2 separate regions of the Hermetia illucens genome follow, and region 2 is linked to region 1. The links are chromatin contacts, called in public Hi-C maps. All regions are on one chromosome and are shown on one strand. Each heading gives the region's core, a stretch centred on a gene start, on an enhancer-like site or on the middle of the called end of the contact. The rest is flanking DNA. Distances are from core to core; before and after follow the strand shown.

What was found. A called contact is a pair of places that touch in the nucleus more often than the background predicts.
Region 2: a contact with region 1 is called in a Hi-C map of whole body, with 3 times the contacts expected there. The contact joins the promoter of LOC119652653 here to the promoter of LOC119653216 in region 1. A contact is called at or near these places in 2 of 2 Hi-C or Micro-C datasets (an unstated tissue and whole body).

The regions. Positions count from the first base shown.
Region 1 is chr3:104,936,033-104,943,742 of iHerIll2.2.curated.20191125, forward strand. LOC119653216 (headcase protein) reads left to right here and starts at 5,071. Exons shown (of 6, transcript XM_038057788.1): 1 at 5,071-6,858. The coding sequence starts at 6,002.
Region 2 is chr3:105,269,708-105,277,417 of iHerIll2.2.curated.20191125, forward strand. It overlaps LOC119652653 (ferritin heavy polypeptide-like 17), which reads left to right and starts at 3,454. Exons shown (of 3, transcript XM_038056904.1): 1 at 3,454-3,694; 2 at 3,760-3,884; 3 at 3,940-4,670. The coding sequence starts at 3,773. The coding sequence ends at 4,511. It overlaps LOC119652654 (ferritin subunit), which reads right to left and starts at 2,815. Exons shown (of 4, transcript XM_038056906.1): 1 at 2,440-2,815. The coding sequence starts at 2,503.

The sequences.
Region 1 (7,710 bases), core at 3,821-6,320:
ATACTTGTCTGCGGCGAACATGGAAAAACAAAGAAAAATGAAAATCTGCAAGAAGGCTTTCCACTAACCGACGGGCTGGTGGCAATGAAGAAACTGCAACGGGATTCATGAGCTATCTCAAGGCCGTTCGCCGCCGGAAAATAATTGGCAGCTTTAAACAGTTGATTCAAACCAAACTGGGCTGTTTTCTTCTTCCCCAGCTATAAAATTTCAGCGCACTGAGTTCTCACACCGTTTACGTGGCTTTCCCACTGAGCGGGATCCCTCGCATGTGCCTTTGAATACCCTGTTAGGTATTCGCTTGTCATCCATCCATTCTACGTGACCGGCTCACTGCAATTTTCGTAGTTTTACTACCACCGATGTTGTTGTGTCATCATAGAGCCTGTACAACTCACGGTTTTATCTAATTCGCCAGTCAGTTCCATCTTTTATCGGTCCAAGTATTCGACGTAGAACTTTAGGTTCGAATGTGTCGATGGCCTTTTCTAACGCCTCTATAGAGTCCACGATTCATAGTCGTACAGTAGCACAGGTCGTATTATGATCTTGTATATGCGGAGCTTATTTTTCCTGTGCACATTTTTACTTTTCATTATCCTTAGGACTGAGTAGTATGATTTCTTAGCCATCATTATTCGTCTCTCAATTTCGCCTTTTTCATTACACACACAGTTATCCATTTTTTAAAAATTAAAGTCACCCTTTGTCAGGTTTTGTGGTATTTGGCGCGTGTCTTCCTGATTCTGTTATGAATTTTGTTTTGCTTTTCATTAACTTTTAGGCTGACTTCTTGCGCTGCTTCACCAAGTTGTAGGGATACTTCCTTGGCGAAATTGGAAATTGAACGTTCCATGGTGCCATGTCGTCAGCGAATCACACTACTTGCGAACAGTATGCTTTGCTTAGGGTATTTTAAAGGAAAGTAGAGGTTGCCCCAAATCACTTTGATCCCAAATTGTTGCGAGAATCGTATCCAACTCTCATCGTGCCGACCTATGAACTGTTAACATTTTATCCAAACTGTTCGAAAAACCGCGGCCTGCGAGAGTGTAGCGACACCTCAATAATCATCGTGTCATACCGCTCTGACAATTTTGGCTTCGACATAAAACAGCACAATTGGACAGTTTCATCGTTCAGCAATGCATCCATCCATTTTGTAAAATAGACGTTGAGCTGCCAGGAAACCAAAAATTGGACGGTTCAGGTATTTGTTTATTGGTTTTGTGCTTTCCTTACATTTCAATACACGTTTATCCATTCGAACATAGCTGAATATTCTTTCATGTATTTCCAAATCCCAAGTCATACATGTATACATATTGAAGATATAAATATTAAGCTCATCCTAAACAAATAAATATTGTTCACTACCCTCCGTCTTACTTCATATACAACAGCCACTGTATATACATGTGTGTCTCGCACCCAGAAACTGAGCGCAATACGCAAATAACTAAAAAAGATAAAAAGGTTGAAATAAGATGATCCCATACGCCTTCGTTTTCATGCATATATGAGATTTTCGTATCTCAGTCCCTACACTTTATTTGGGCATTGATGCGCCATACACATAGAATACATCTTATATATGATGTCTTCTGGGAAGTAAATTGGCACTGAATTGAAAGTTTTTACCTATTATAGCTTTGTTAGAAATTGTCGAATTCGTGGCAAATTTCATACTTCTATCATTTAAGGGGCCTTTCTGATAAATTTCCAAAATATAGCATAGCGTCGTTAAGCAGATAAAGCACAGCAAAGCGGTAGGTACTTTGTGACCTAGATTTTATATAGGTGCGTCTTTGTGATTATTTCCAGATTTTTCGGTTGGGTAAGTTCTAAGAACTACTACAACTAACTACATTTTGGGTCCTAGTGTCCTTGTGTGCTAGCTGATATAAAAACTTAGGCTAGTCCTGAAAAGTACTCATTGAGTCCCTTCATTTGATACCACACATGACCATATTCTGATAACAGAAATTTTACACCCACTTTCACATGTATGGCCCCCTTAAACTCAACATAAAATCATGCCACCCATTGCATATAAAGAGGCTCGCAGACCACATGTTCTCACAGAATTTCGTGATAAAAGCTTCAGCGGTTTCGGAATAAATTGGGTGTGACAGACTGACAGATAGACACCGCATCGGAATTAATGAGGTTTCGTTGTAGGCAAAACCTTCAAAATGTTTAAATATTGATACTTGTTAACGCATTGCTAGGTTCTACGGAACAAACAATTAAAAGATCCAATAATAAAAACAAGTCGGCATTTAGCAGACTATTCAGACTAGACTAAAGTGATATTAATATTCAGTGTTTTGGGTTGCAGTAAATTTCCACGGAAAAGATAAATTTAAACTACTGTAACTTTGTCCGTAATAGTAGGATTTTCAACAAACTATTATATCATACCATGATCCATATTATATTTTTTATTACTGCAGTTTTGTATGAACAACTTGAAAGCTAAATTTTTTAATAATCCTAGTTTGCGTTTGCATTTTAACGTGCGGACTTAACGACAATCCGCAAACTAGGATTATTAAAAAATTTCGCTTTCAAGCTAAATTTTTGGTGCCTTGATAAACTTTTTTTTGTAAATTTTGGTGTTTTTTCAAGGCTTATTTAACGAATTAAGAAAACTACTGAATGAATCGGAATTATTCAAGTTTGCAGACCGTAGAAGTATGTTCTGAATAGGTCCTGAAAATTTCAAAGAATTTCGTTGGATACATTTTGGGCTATGGTGGCAGCAGATTTTCAACATGCAGTTTTGAGAAAAACACATTTAAAACGTACAAAGCGACTTTTAACCATAAAATACTAACTGACCATTAATCAACTATACCTAGTCCATAAACTTCAGAGCTCTTGAAGAAACACAAGTAAAGCCTTGGCTTCAATTCTTATGATTTTAGCGAAGTCATTCGAATCGATAAATACGCACTTTATTACGGCGATCGTCATAAACCGGGCATGTGACATTTTACGTGTTTAACACTCTAATTTCCGAACGACTCCGAATATCAAAAGTCACTTTGCTCATATATTCTACACTATATCTAGAGACAATTGATGCCAAAAATTCGACACACGGGATGATTCCCTTAAACCGGTGCGTAGTGCACTGGAACCGGAACCACAGAAGAATATGTACATATCTACTAGGGCATCCTCCATTGAATGCCTCGAGGATGCCAAGAGAGGGTGGCAGCCCCCAAGCTCGCAGCAGGAAAACATCGACTGAGGATGTGTCTCTCGATTGCGGCGCTCGGGTCTCGAGTTTTACGGCTCCATGCGCGTGATTGGGTCACTACTTTTTTCCAGCTTTAGAACGCATGTTATCTTCCAATAGGCTCGCCCAAGTTTCCAATGTTTGTTGGTTTTTGAGATTACAGTACGGATCCATACATTGCATTAAATAGCGCCGCATTGCCGAAGCTCCAAGTTTACCTGCATCAACATTGCTGTGATCGCACGATTTTTTGTCACTAGAACGGAGTTGTGGCACTCTACAATACCTTCCTCAAGGTATTGTGTCAGAACTCAGCAAAAAAGCCTTGGAATATGTATGACTTTTTTCCCTTTTAGCCTTTGTCCTCTCCGTAGCCAAGGTCGATCTTCCACTGTTTTCGGTGAGAAGCTTGGGCCGAGTGAAGTCGCAATTAAGAATGTGCATTAAGTTATCAAGTTAGAAAGTCATCTCACTAGTTAAATACCCATTTCACTGTCCTTAATTTGCTGAAAACTACAAAACTTCCCACATTCGTGAAATGTACCTAAATATGCAAGAATGTATGCACATATTGGCGGACAGTGAGATGTCCCTGGCTCCTCTGTTACCATGCATTTGTTGTCGCCACACATTCCTAGATTTGGATCCTGGTCTTTGGAGAAGCGAAGGTGCTTGCCTGCAATGCGCACATGCCTTGAATCCTTTTTCTAATATTTTCGGATATGCCCGTTCGATAGATTATTGCAATTCAAAAGAACTTTTTTTGTGTGGCAAATAGAAGAAACTGCGCAATAATTCCCACATGGCAGATTTAGGCTACAGAAACGAAGCCGCGCTCTAGACAAATATTTCGGTTGACTCCTCCTCGTCGCCCTAAACTCTCCACTCCTCATTCTGCTCCTCGACGAAGGCCATTAAAATGCACAGAAAAGTGAAACGCTATCCAATTGGCAACAGCGCGAATCCATTCCAAGCGTGCGATCACGTCCATTTCGGCCCGTTGAGATCCTGCATAGAAGCAAGTTCATCCGCTCCGGCACGTTGCAAGGCATCGCCGTACAACCTAACTGGATTGGAAATAGTTTTTGGCATTGGCAATGAAGAAATAAGAACGTCGATGAATTGCGCTGGGCTGTGTGTGTGAGTGAATTTTCACCAAGTTCACTCGTCATGTGTTTGCGCGTCGTCTCGCTCTCCGATTTTCCTTTGTTTCTCACTGAATATTCGCGTCGTGTGGGAACGCGCAGCCGATGACGAGAGCAAACGAAAGTGAAAATCGCCGAATGCACGCTCTCACGTTGATGGTGTGCGTGCTCGCCGGCGTTGGCCTGGATGCCGGGTACGAGCAAAAGTGCCGGTAGTAAACAAAACAAAATGAACTGCACGCCGAAGGCGCTCGCGGCGGAGGGTCGTGCCGGCGCCGCACCCCTTCGCCAATCCCCAGCCCGCAGAAGCTCGAAGTCCTAAGGGTGGCGACTTTCAGGGACGGGTTGTGCCGGTTGCGGACACTTTCCCCTTCGATGGCTGCAGCGGCAGTTCAAGGCGACGCTGGTTCATCCTTTATTCAAGGCCTCCAGACTGCAACCACTGGGAAGAGCCCGCACCACTCCGCAACGGGAAATGCGCCCGCCGTGGCTGTGTGTGCGTTACGTAAGCCGATTCGAGGCCGCATTATGTGTAAAGCGGGATATCCATAGAAAGTCGGAGGGGATGGGTGGAATTTCCTGAAGGACCCTTTTCCCTGTTCGGAGCGTACGAGCACAGGAGCACGGCGCGACCTCTCCTTCTGCACGGACGCTGGAACGCCGGAATTGCCCGCGCCCCTGCGGGGGCAGGGCGCGGCGCGGGGTTCGGCCGAACGTCTTCTGTTTTGTGCGGTTTCCGAGCCCGCGCCGCGCCCCTTCTGCTTGACTTTGAACTCGGCTCGATGCCGGTGCGAGAAAGTCGCGCGACGACCAGTTTCAGTTTCATTTTCGCTTTTCGATAGATCAGTTCTGCGTTGCGGAGTTGAAGGTCGGCTCTTCTGGCCGAGACTGTTTTCTGCGCTGCAGTTTTGGAGGTCTTTTGTTACCGGCGCTCTGTGTAGTGCGTATCGTAGTGTAATTGTGTGCAGTTGGAGCTATTTGTTTTGCTTTTCCTCCCGGTCTGCGGAAATCCTCTGACTCAATTCCGCTCTGCGAATGCAAGGCGTCTGCTGTGCGGGTGTTGCCGAAGTGAGACGTTGCAAACTCCCCGCGCGGGCAAGTGGCTTCTTCTTGACGTGCAAGTGCATTGCGAGTGCAGGACGGGTGAAGGTGCGAAAGTGTCTGGAGCCAGACTCTGAACAAAAGTGAAATTGCAAGTGGCTTCGCGGTGAATAGACGAACGTGAGCTTTTTTTTGGTGATTAATAGTTTCGAGGGATTTTGCTGGTGCATTTTGTGCTAACTGTTAGCCTGCCCGCGGCGGTCGCCTAAAACGACTCAAAAATTTTCATGAAGTGAGGCCCAGCCAACGCTGTGCTTGTCGGCTGGATCGATTAGGGAAGGGCTGAGATTGCCAGGACTATTGAGAAAGATTGGAAGCGCATTGGTAGTCCAGTGGACGATGGTGCATACGTTTGGTAATTGTTGACGGGAATTGAACTTGTGCTCCGCAGTGTCGAGTTAGCGAGAACGTGTGCCACGTTTGTGTTTTCGTTTTCCGGGTTTTTGTTCAACAGCCAGAAAAAACAGCGAAAATAGCTGCCTTAACGACACTCCATCCGCTGCTCCTTATGGCGCCGCGTAGGAACAACAACCCGCTTTCGAGCGCCATGGACGTTCATAATCTGCTGGGACTCGGGAGTCACGATCACGGCTTCGACGGGTCGCCTATTTCCTGCGCTAGTGGACCCACGTCAGGATCAGCCAACATACTATCGCCTCTGGCCAGACTGAGTGAGAATTTCGTAAGATGTTGCGTCCCGAACGGGGATTGTTTGAAGTCGAGCAGCGAGTACGGCCTGATTAATTTGGAGGACTTGAGTGACTGCGTGCGTGTTATCTGCAACAACGAAAACTGTACAGCGGGTCAGTATATGCACCGAGAGTGCTTCGAGGCCTGGGAGCAAGTGGTCTTGACATCGCTCAAACTCACGGGGCGAGGCCGATCATGGTCTGATCGGCAGCGGGCTCAGAATCTGTGGACCAAGAAGGGCTACGATTTGGTATTCAAGGCTTGCGGCTGCAAATGTGGCCGAGGCCACCTTCGCAAGGATTTGGATTGGACACCTCCGCTCAATAACAATGTTTTCGGCAGACTTGACGAAGAAGCAACCAAAAAGAAGAAGAAGCGGAACCGTAACAACCAGAAGCCCACGCTGGCCATATCCTCAGCAAATGCGGGAGGTTACCACCCAAAGAGCCAAGTAAACAATAACGGCTCAATTATATCCTCGATGGATCTTCGGGCGCGAGCCGGCAGCTTGTCGTCGAGTAATGGGTCCACCTCACCACCTGTTTCGGGGTCCAGCGAGCCCAGTTTATCTCCCATCCACAGTGGCAGCACCGGGAAGAAACAACCGTCGCCTTCACAGCACTTGCATCAGGTAGAACAAAAGTCCAAGGTGGAACTTTATTCAGAACGTGTTCGGTAAGTTTACAAATTGATTGTTATTGCGTAGAAAACTATTCACGGAAACTGAAAAGCATATGCTCCCAAGCCAGGCTTGAATCTGTCTTGATGTGTGTAAGAAGTTGAAGCATCGCCGGCGGTCGAAAAAACGTATGAGAGCTAATGATGGCGCCATTGCCTCAAGTTGCTCAAAAAGTATTGTCGCGTTTGTGACTTTGACATATGCTAGTGCCATTTTCGGGGCGAATCAGGTCCAAACGCCGCACCCTTCCGTTAGGACAGTTCGATTGGCTGAATAGATGTGCATCTAAATTATGGAACCCTTAAATCGCTTCTAAATGAAATTACAATCGGAGCGGTTTATAGTCTGTGGGAGTACACTGACATAGAACTAAGTATTTCATGGTTTTCAATTAAGTTCGATCGCGATCTGAAAAAATTTGGTACCCGCCGAAAAATTTGTGTCAGTCTAACTGGATTGGGGGTTGTTCATTCAGTATTGATTAGCGTCCCCTGGAATTTATGACAACTTTTTGTGATGAGTCTAAAAGACCATACATAATAGAGAAGAGTACATACACGGTACAATAGAGCCATGTCAATTTTGGTTTTGCTTAGAAGGTATCATTTCGAGGAATGGTAAACTATCCCAGGGCAACCCATATAGTGTAGTACGTTTAGTTTTCATAACAATTCAAAAGTGGAGAGCGTCTCTCATGTGGTGTCTGGTTATAAGGAATTAAGTAGTATTCTACCACATGTGGCAAATTAATTGGAAAACATCTCAAAGTACGAGCGTCAGCCAATAATTAATTTCCATTTTGCGCGGCCAAGTCTCATTTGCCAGATTGAAAACTACGAGAGAAGCTT
Region 2 (7,710 bases), core at 2,204-4,703, 330 kb after region 1:
ATTTGTGACCGGATTCAAGAGCAAAAACATAATAAATACCTTTGAAAAAATACCATTTTAAATAAATGTTACCCCATGCGGTTTTGTATGTGCCTTATTAAGATCGATTCAACGCCTGTCTATCTGTCACATCCTCAGAAAAGGCTGAACCGATTACCACCAAATTTGGTGAGGTGTTCTGTGAAGCCTTTTGCAAATAGCAAATGGCGCCATTTTGTATTGAGTTTGAGAGGGGCTCGCTATGCACGCGAAAGGGGAGTGTACATTCTTTTTTCAAAGAACATGGTCATGTGGGGTATCAAATGAAAAGGCTCGATTTTATTTCTGATATTGGATGAAATATATTAGAGTGAGCGTTCAAAATGTGTGTCCCAAAAGCTCTGGAATAAATCACAATGGCGCATCTATACGAAATCTAGGCCTCAAAATACATCCCATCCCGATACCTTCTCAAATAAAGTTATAAATATTGCATATTTTAGAAATTTACCGGAAAACCCTCTTAAGTTCATCCCGGAAGTACAAAATTTGGCATTGGTATACGGGATAATATAAGGTATGATGACAGGGAGGTGTTGAGTTGGTAGTCCGCCAGCGTGCTGTTGCGGGAGTCCAACACTCTGTGCGTAAACGCATTCACCTACCCTACTCCCAAAAAAAAAAAAATATAAGGTATAACGAAAAGAGAAATTCCATTACTATTAATAAAGTTATAGAAGTTACATGCTAAGATGATATATGACGTCGTCAACATATAAAATGAACTTATATGAACGGCGGGGTCCTTAGGGACATGTTAGTTTTCCTTTTTTAGATGTTTGCATATCAGTATCAATTACTTGAGACAGACATGTGTACGTTAGTACGAGTGGTATTTACTTTAAGTACATGTACGTACGCTTTTGTGCACGGGATAAAATGAGTTAGATTAATTTAGATGGACATTTGTTTATTCAGGGCGATTACAACATTTATCTTTGATATGTATGTATGTATGTATATCTGGAGTTTAGCAATTTGTGAAGGAATATTTTGCATTTTTAGCTATGTACGAATGGGAAACTGTGTACAAGAGTTCCTCATATAAATGAACACAAGACCTTTATATCCGAGGCATCCAGCTCCCGGTATCTCGGCTTGTTCAAGACGTAGACGAGGCAACGAGAACAATCTACCTAAGAATAAATAGTTGCAGCGTGGAAAAAACGGCAAGCACTGAACAACTACAACCAACTACCGCTTTGTGTATCTGAATTGTATACCATATATGATCAAGCGAGCATTCCCAGACGACCTCCTGAAACAATTATGCAAATAGGAGGAAGACCACCTGGGAAGCCGCGGAATGGCACAAGGCCGGTTAAGAGCTGCTAACCTTTTCGTGAATTACTCGGGACGTCAAGGACAGAAATGTTTCCAAGACTATATTTAAGGTGGCCATGATGGAAAACGATTGTTCAATGTGCATGGAAGACTCGGAAAAGAAAATTGAAGCATTTATTTCCATTAAATGGCGACTATCTCGAATTTCATTAACAATTTCCACGTCTTTTTTGACAGAATATAGATCATCAACCGCTAATTCTGACGTCCACAATTAACTGTTTTTATGGTCGGTAGTCCCTGCTAACGGTAAATTTTGAACTCGGACGACAAACCTTGGCAAGCCCTGTTCCCACGAGCTGCTATCACCCATTGCTTTGATTTTAATGGGTTTAGTCTCAAACGATGCAAATGAGCTTCTCACATACATAGAGGATTATGACGCTGACCAGCACAGTGCAAAAATTGACATGTAGCTCGGATGGAAGAACCTTTTGCAAACTGCAGCGATACGGACAGAAACAATGGTTTGATATGCTAAATGGTAACTGAGGAGTCTATCTAATCCTCCTGGATCCAACCTAGAAAGTGATAATCCCGACTTACAAGTCAGCCCAGCAATTAAACGGGGAAAGAAAAAAAAAGGGACTGTAGGAATGGAGACAGCCGATCGATGCAGATTCAACGATTTGGACAAGTGCGTGCGTTTCTCCACGTAAGACAAATTCGTAGTGGTCTCCATTGAAATGTTGGAGAAGCAACAAGTATGGAACTCGTTAAACCTATAAGTGTAACGATTGCATTTCCGGTGGTTTGCTTAGCGGTCATTTTATTTTGATTTATTTAAATGGAATTTGGACTGTTCACACTGTACGCCCATAGCGAGTATGTTTACAAGAAAACAAAGCTTGCACACATCGCGCGAACGGCACAGATCCGAACAAAACAAAGGACACCACTACCTTCACACACTCAATACAAACAAGGTTTATCGAACTGCGAAATTGTTAGGGCATAGCTCGCAGTTCCGAAGATTTCAGTTAGTTGGCCTCCACAGGATATCGCCAAAAACCTAATTTCAAAGTAAATTATGTGACCACAAAATTCCCAACTTACATTGCAGGCTTCCGTAAGCCATTGCGGCGGAGCACAAAACGAGAACGGCGACGAAAAACTTCATTTTGGACGAGACCTTTGTTCAAGAAATTGACTCAAAAATGTTATCACTTGTGCGAACTAAATGTCCTAATTCAATGGATGTCACACGCGAAAATCGCAACGCAAATTTGGCAATATTTCTCGGGCACAGGTTTCTCAGCGACTGTCAGCCTTTACACTCACTGGCGTAGAAGGCGGTCGGGAAATGTTTTTAAGGACTGGCGTTTGAGAACGCTTAGTTAAACAGTACTGCGCCTATTCGGAGCACGATTCAACTTTTAAATATTTCGAAAACGACTTCACGATCTGCACTGCGTATCAAAGAGATTGCAATTATCGAAAACACTTCACACGGCACCGATTGGAATGGCGACTCGCTTTGCATATGGCGCACGACGACAAGACGGGAACCAGTCGGTCAGCTGATTAGGACACATACACCACGACGAATTCTAGTTAATCTCGTACATTGCTGCTCAATGCAATCTGATTCATCGCTGTAGTTGCCAGACCAAAAGTGTTTAGTACGCCTAGGAAAATTCCCCGATTCCACTGTTCTTTCTCAGAAATAGACACTATTTGGAATTTTCCCGTTAATATCTTCAAATTACGTCATTAATGCACTAGGAAGACCCCTTTATGTATCAGGAGATACATATTTGTTTTGCACCCGGTTATGTGCTATTTGGTCTGACGTGTATAAATGAAATGGCGCCCTCCCTTGGTATTGGCTGACTTTGCGGCCATATTGCATCATCACAATTTCACAAGTGCGTGACTAATCGAATTTTCTCGACCCAGAAATGTACGCATTTGTTGTGGCAATTCAACCTGGTAATTCCGTTGTTTGGCTTAGGTCGTGTGTCGCGTTTTGCTTGAAAGGCATGTCATGTCGGTGTGCATAATGTTTGTAGTGTGTGTGTCGGCTGATAAAGTGGATCGCCATTGTGTCGGACATATTCTGTTTTCCTATCGAGTGCAAAAGCAAACGTCGTCATCTCCATTCGTGTTCGAAGATTATTGTTGATAAGTTGTGCTGCACTAGCAAATAAATTAGTTTCGCGCAGAAGATCGGTCGCCATTATCACTTTGGAAAGTGTCCGGTAATTTCCAATCTTAAACTCAATAAAAATCGGGAATTTCAGCCCCAGTGAGAGCTAAATCCAAGGTACACATTGCTGTCAAGGAGAAAAGTTTCCGTACAAAAACAAAAGTCCTCGCGTTGTGTTCGATTCAGTGAACTTAGTTTTAAACATTTCTTTTGTTCTGCGTTCACAGATTTTTAATCAACATGAAAGCCTTTGTCGCAGTTACGTTAGCCACCCTTTTAGCGGTCGTATATGGCGCAGACGTCGATGTGTGCCACAGTAGCGTGTTGACCGCTTGCGACGGGCGGGAAGGAGGTGAGTGGGGGTTTCTGGACCTCTTTTCGCATGTTTTATCATTCTGCCTTTCTAGGGGAGGTTGCTTGCAACTCTTTGCACGGAGGTTTCAAACATGCCGAGAGGGACATGCAATCGTACGTGAATTCGCAACTTGCAACATCATATGACTACTTGCTCCTGTCTACCCACTTCAACTCCTACCAGAAACACCGACCAGGCTTCGAGAAGCTGTTCAAGGAGCTCTCTGACAAAGCCTGGGATAATGCTGTGAACCTCATTAAAAAAATTACGCAAAGAGGCGGTGTCACAAATCTTAATGAGAAGCACGAAATTCCATCAACTATTTCTCGTGGCAAGCAACCAAGTCTGGAAGTTGATGAACTCCACTCATTGGCCCTGGCTCTGGATTCTGAAAAGAAATTGGCTGGCGATGCTCAACGTATTCACCGCCGCATTTCCCGATTGGACAAGGAAGAACATTACGATCCTGAAGTCAGTCACTTCATAGAGGAGAAGTTCCTGGAGGAACAAGCCAGCACCATCCGTAAACTTTCTGGGTATGCCAATGATTTGGCTAAGCTCGTGAGCGTTCCGGATCCTTCACTCAGCGTTTATTTGTTTGACGAGTATCTTCAAAAACAATAAATGGACGGTGTTCGCCAACCTAGGGATTATTTTTCGAGGATTCCCTTCTAGCTATATCGTTTTGAAAATTTTTGTGTAGACACGGAAATTATATGTTTAACTTCAATTCATTATTTTGTGATAGAAGTATCTGAAATAAAAATTATTCATTAAAGGCAACTGCTTTTCAGAAGTTACTAAACATTATTTTTCTTATGGAATAGTGGTTCTACAGCTGTGCCGTATGGAATTTAAATTCATTGAGGGTGGGTAGAGCGGTGCGGATGGGTTTATATCAAGTGGTGTCTTTGTTCGCATTAGACAGTGTGCCGTTCACGGTGGTTTGAGGGAAATTGGTCCGCGGAATCGACACTACCTTATTAGCGTTACAGATTTATAGCGTTTTCCATGGATAGTGTCAAAAAGCTTAACTATCCCAGCAAAATCATAATTTTCCACTCCTTGAATCATCTAGTGCTGGATTTGATTTTCGGAAATTACATAAAATTTCGTATAAATGGATATTTTTTCGATTTCAAAGGTCATCATCCCTTGGAAGGTATAACCATTCAGACTTCACAGAAATTTCAAAATCATTTTTGCATTTAAATTTCAAAATGCAATATCATAACGGTACTTAAAACTTATAAAGTTGACGCAAGTTTCCACATTATGTTAGCTTCCAATTGAGATATAATTGTGGAAAATTTAGGAATATTACGCATTCAATGGGAGAAAACGTGATTTCGAAGTACAGCAAGTTGACTTCGATATGATTGTTTTAAATGCGAAGAATGGAAAATTAATTCGCCAAAACACTAGAACTACCATAATTAAATGAATTTGCTCCATATCAAGACCTTATTTTATCCCATTTCATGGATCAATTTTCCTCAAACAAGTACTAACATCGTTGCATTCGCCCGAGATTATTACCCTGATTTGATCAGGTACTCCCTCTGCCATCAGTAGGATTTGAACCATGACCTTCCCCTACGACAGCCCAGCGTTCTAACCACTTGAGTCATCCGGATTCGGTATTATAGGAGGGGTAAAACGGAAATCACATCAATTTTTAATAAAAGAAATATTACCCATCCTTTAGATTTTTTTGTGTAACATTTAGCAAAAGGCAAATTACCTCTAATTGACTGAAATTTTATAGAAGGAAAATTAGCAGGGTTTGTTCAATTTTTTGTGATGCAATAATGAACTCATGTCGTTATTACTTGGAAACTTCGCCATGCTATTAACATAGTATGCTGATCCCAAGCCCAGGTAAACGAGGAGCGTTCGAGGCAATGTGCTTTGCACTATCTGCAGTAAAACAAAAATAAAATGCTGAGATCAGGGAAAGAGATAAATAGAGCATAGTTGGAGTTATTCCACTATGCTAAATCCTACCTGACCTTCTTGGTGACAGCTCTCGCGACAAGCAGTTGAATAAAATAAATACAATGTACTTAGAAATAAGATGATCGGATTGAGTCACAAGCCTGGGAAAAATGCTAGGGTGTCCACCTCAGTCGACGCGGCAGGACGGGCCCCGGTCCTGTCGAGAAATGAGCAAGGGTTCTTGACGTATGGACGGTGTCAGGACGTAAGCTAGTTAGTCCGCACAAAACAAATACATGTAGCCAACCTCGCTTGTGAACGGGACCTATGCCACAGTTTTCTAACATATCTGTATAAAATTAGATAAGTTATTTAAAATCCGATTTTATTATTAAATTCAAATAGATAAATTCACATGTGTATTTTCCTTCATATTGCTGCATAATACATATATGCACTGAATCTTTCGGTTTCCTATCGGACATCTGCCATTGTTTACCCATCACAAAACGGAGCATAAGAGCACACAGTCAGAAGCAATAAAATTGCAATTCATTTGTTTGTTCTTCTGTTTCTAGTTAGCGGTCACAGTAGATCTACTACAGGCAGTACCCACACTAAACTGACCCCACTTGCGCATGGGCTGCAGAAGCTTATCTGTACACATCAGAGACGCTAAACAAAGAAAAGGCATAATCTTCGTCAAATCGTATTGGTAAGAGAGAGATCGGTGAGCTTTTGCTATTCTGGTACTACGGCGTGTTCACCCTTATAACAAAAAGTTGTTTCACGTATTCACTTATGCATAAGCAAAAACTTCCCAATCTCACCAATACATTGGCAAGTCCGGGCGGTATGTCAAACGCAGCTGATCGGATTTTCGTTACATCTCTCTTATGCTCAAGGGCAAAACCACAGTTAGATACTAGACAGCTACCTCACTCCCCCTTGTCCCTCAAGGGGGGAAATCAGTGCGAGTACACCCGATTTCATATTGTTTTGCCCTTGAGCATGAGCGAGATGTACGGAAAACCCGATCAGCTGTGTTTGACATACCGCCCGGACTTGCCAATGTATTGGTGAGATTGGCAAGTTTTGGCTTATGGATAAGTGAATACGTGAAACAACTTTTTGCTATATGGGTGAGCACGCCGTAGTACCAGAATAGCAAAAGCTCACCGATCTCTCTCTTACCAATACGATTTGATGAAGATTATGCCTTTTCCTTGTTTAGCGTCTCTGATGTGTACAGATAAGCTTCTGCAAGCACATTTGCAAGTGGGGTCATTTTTGTAAGGGTACTGCCTATAGTATATCTACTGTGGGCAAAACAATTTGAAGTCATGCATACTCGCACTGATTTCCCCCCTTGAGGGACAAGGGGAAGTGTGGTAGCTGTCTAGTATCTAACTGTGTTAGCGGTCACGAGCAGACATGGAATTTCAGAGCTGCTAACAAGCAGCGCCGGAATCTTCAGCTCCTGGAGCTTTCAGAGCCGACTTCGGACCGCAGTCAGCCGCGACGGATAACAAAAATAAAAAAAATTCTCATCAAGATTAATGTTATCGACCGCCGTTCGTCGGACGGGTAACATTCGTATTTTTATATTTTTTTTATCCACAGGTGGAAATCATATCCCCAGTATAACAAAACAACAGAATTGCAGGTAGCAACAGCAGCAGAGAACCACGAAGATATTCACCCAGAAGGCGAAGATCGGGGGCCCTTCTGACGAAGAGGGGGGAGCTCAGGAGACGAGACTCGAGTAGACCTGCCTGAAATCATTACTATGATGAAGGAGGAGGCTGCAGAATTCCGAGCAAAACTTAGAGCAAAAAGAGAGAAGCAGCAGAAATGGGAAAACCAACAGCAGCTACAACAAACG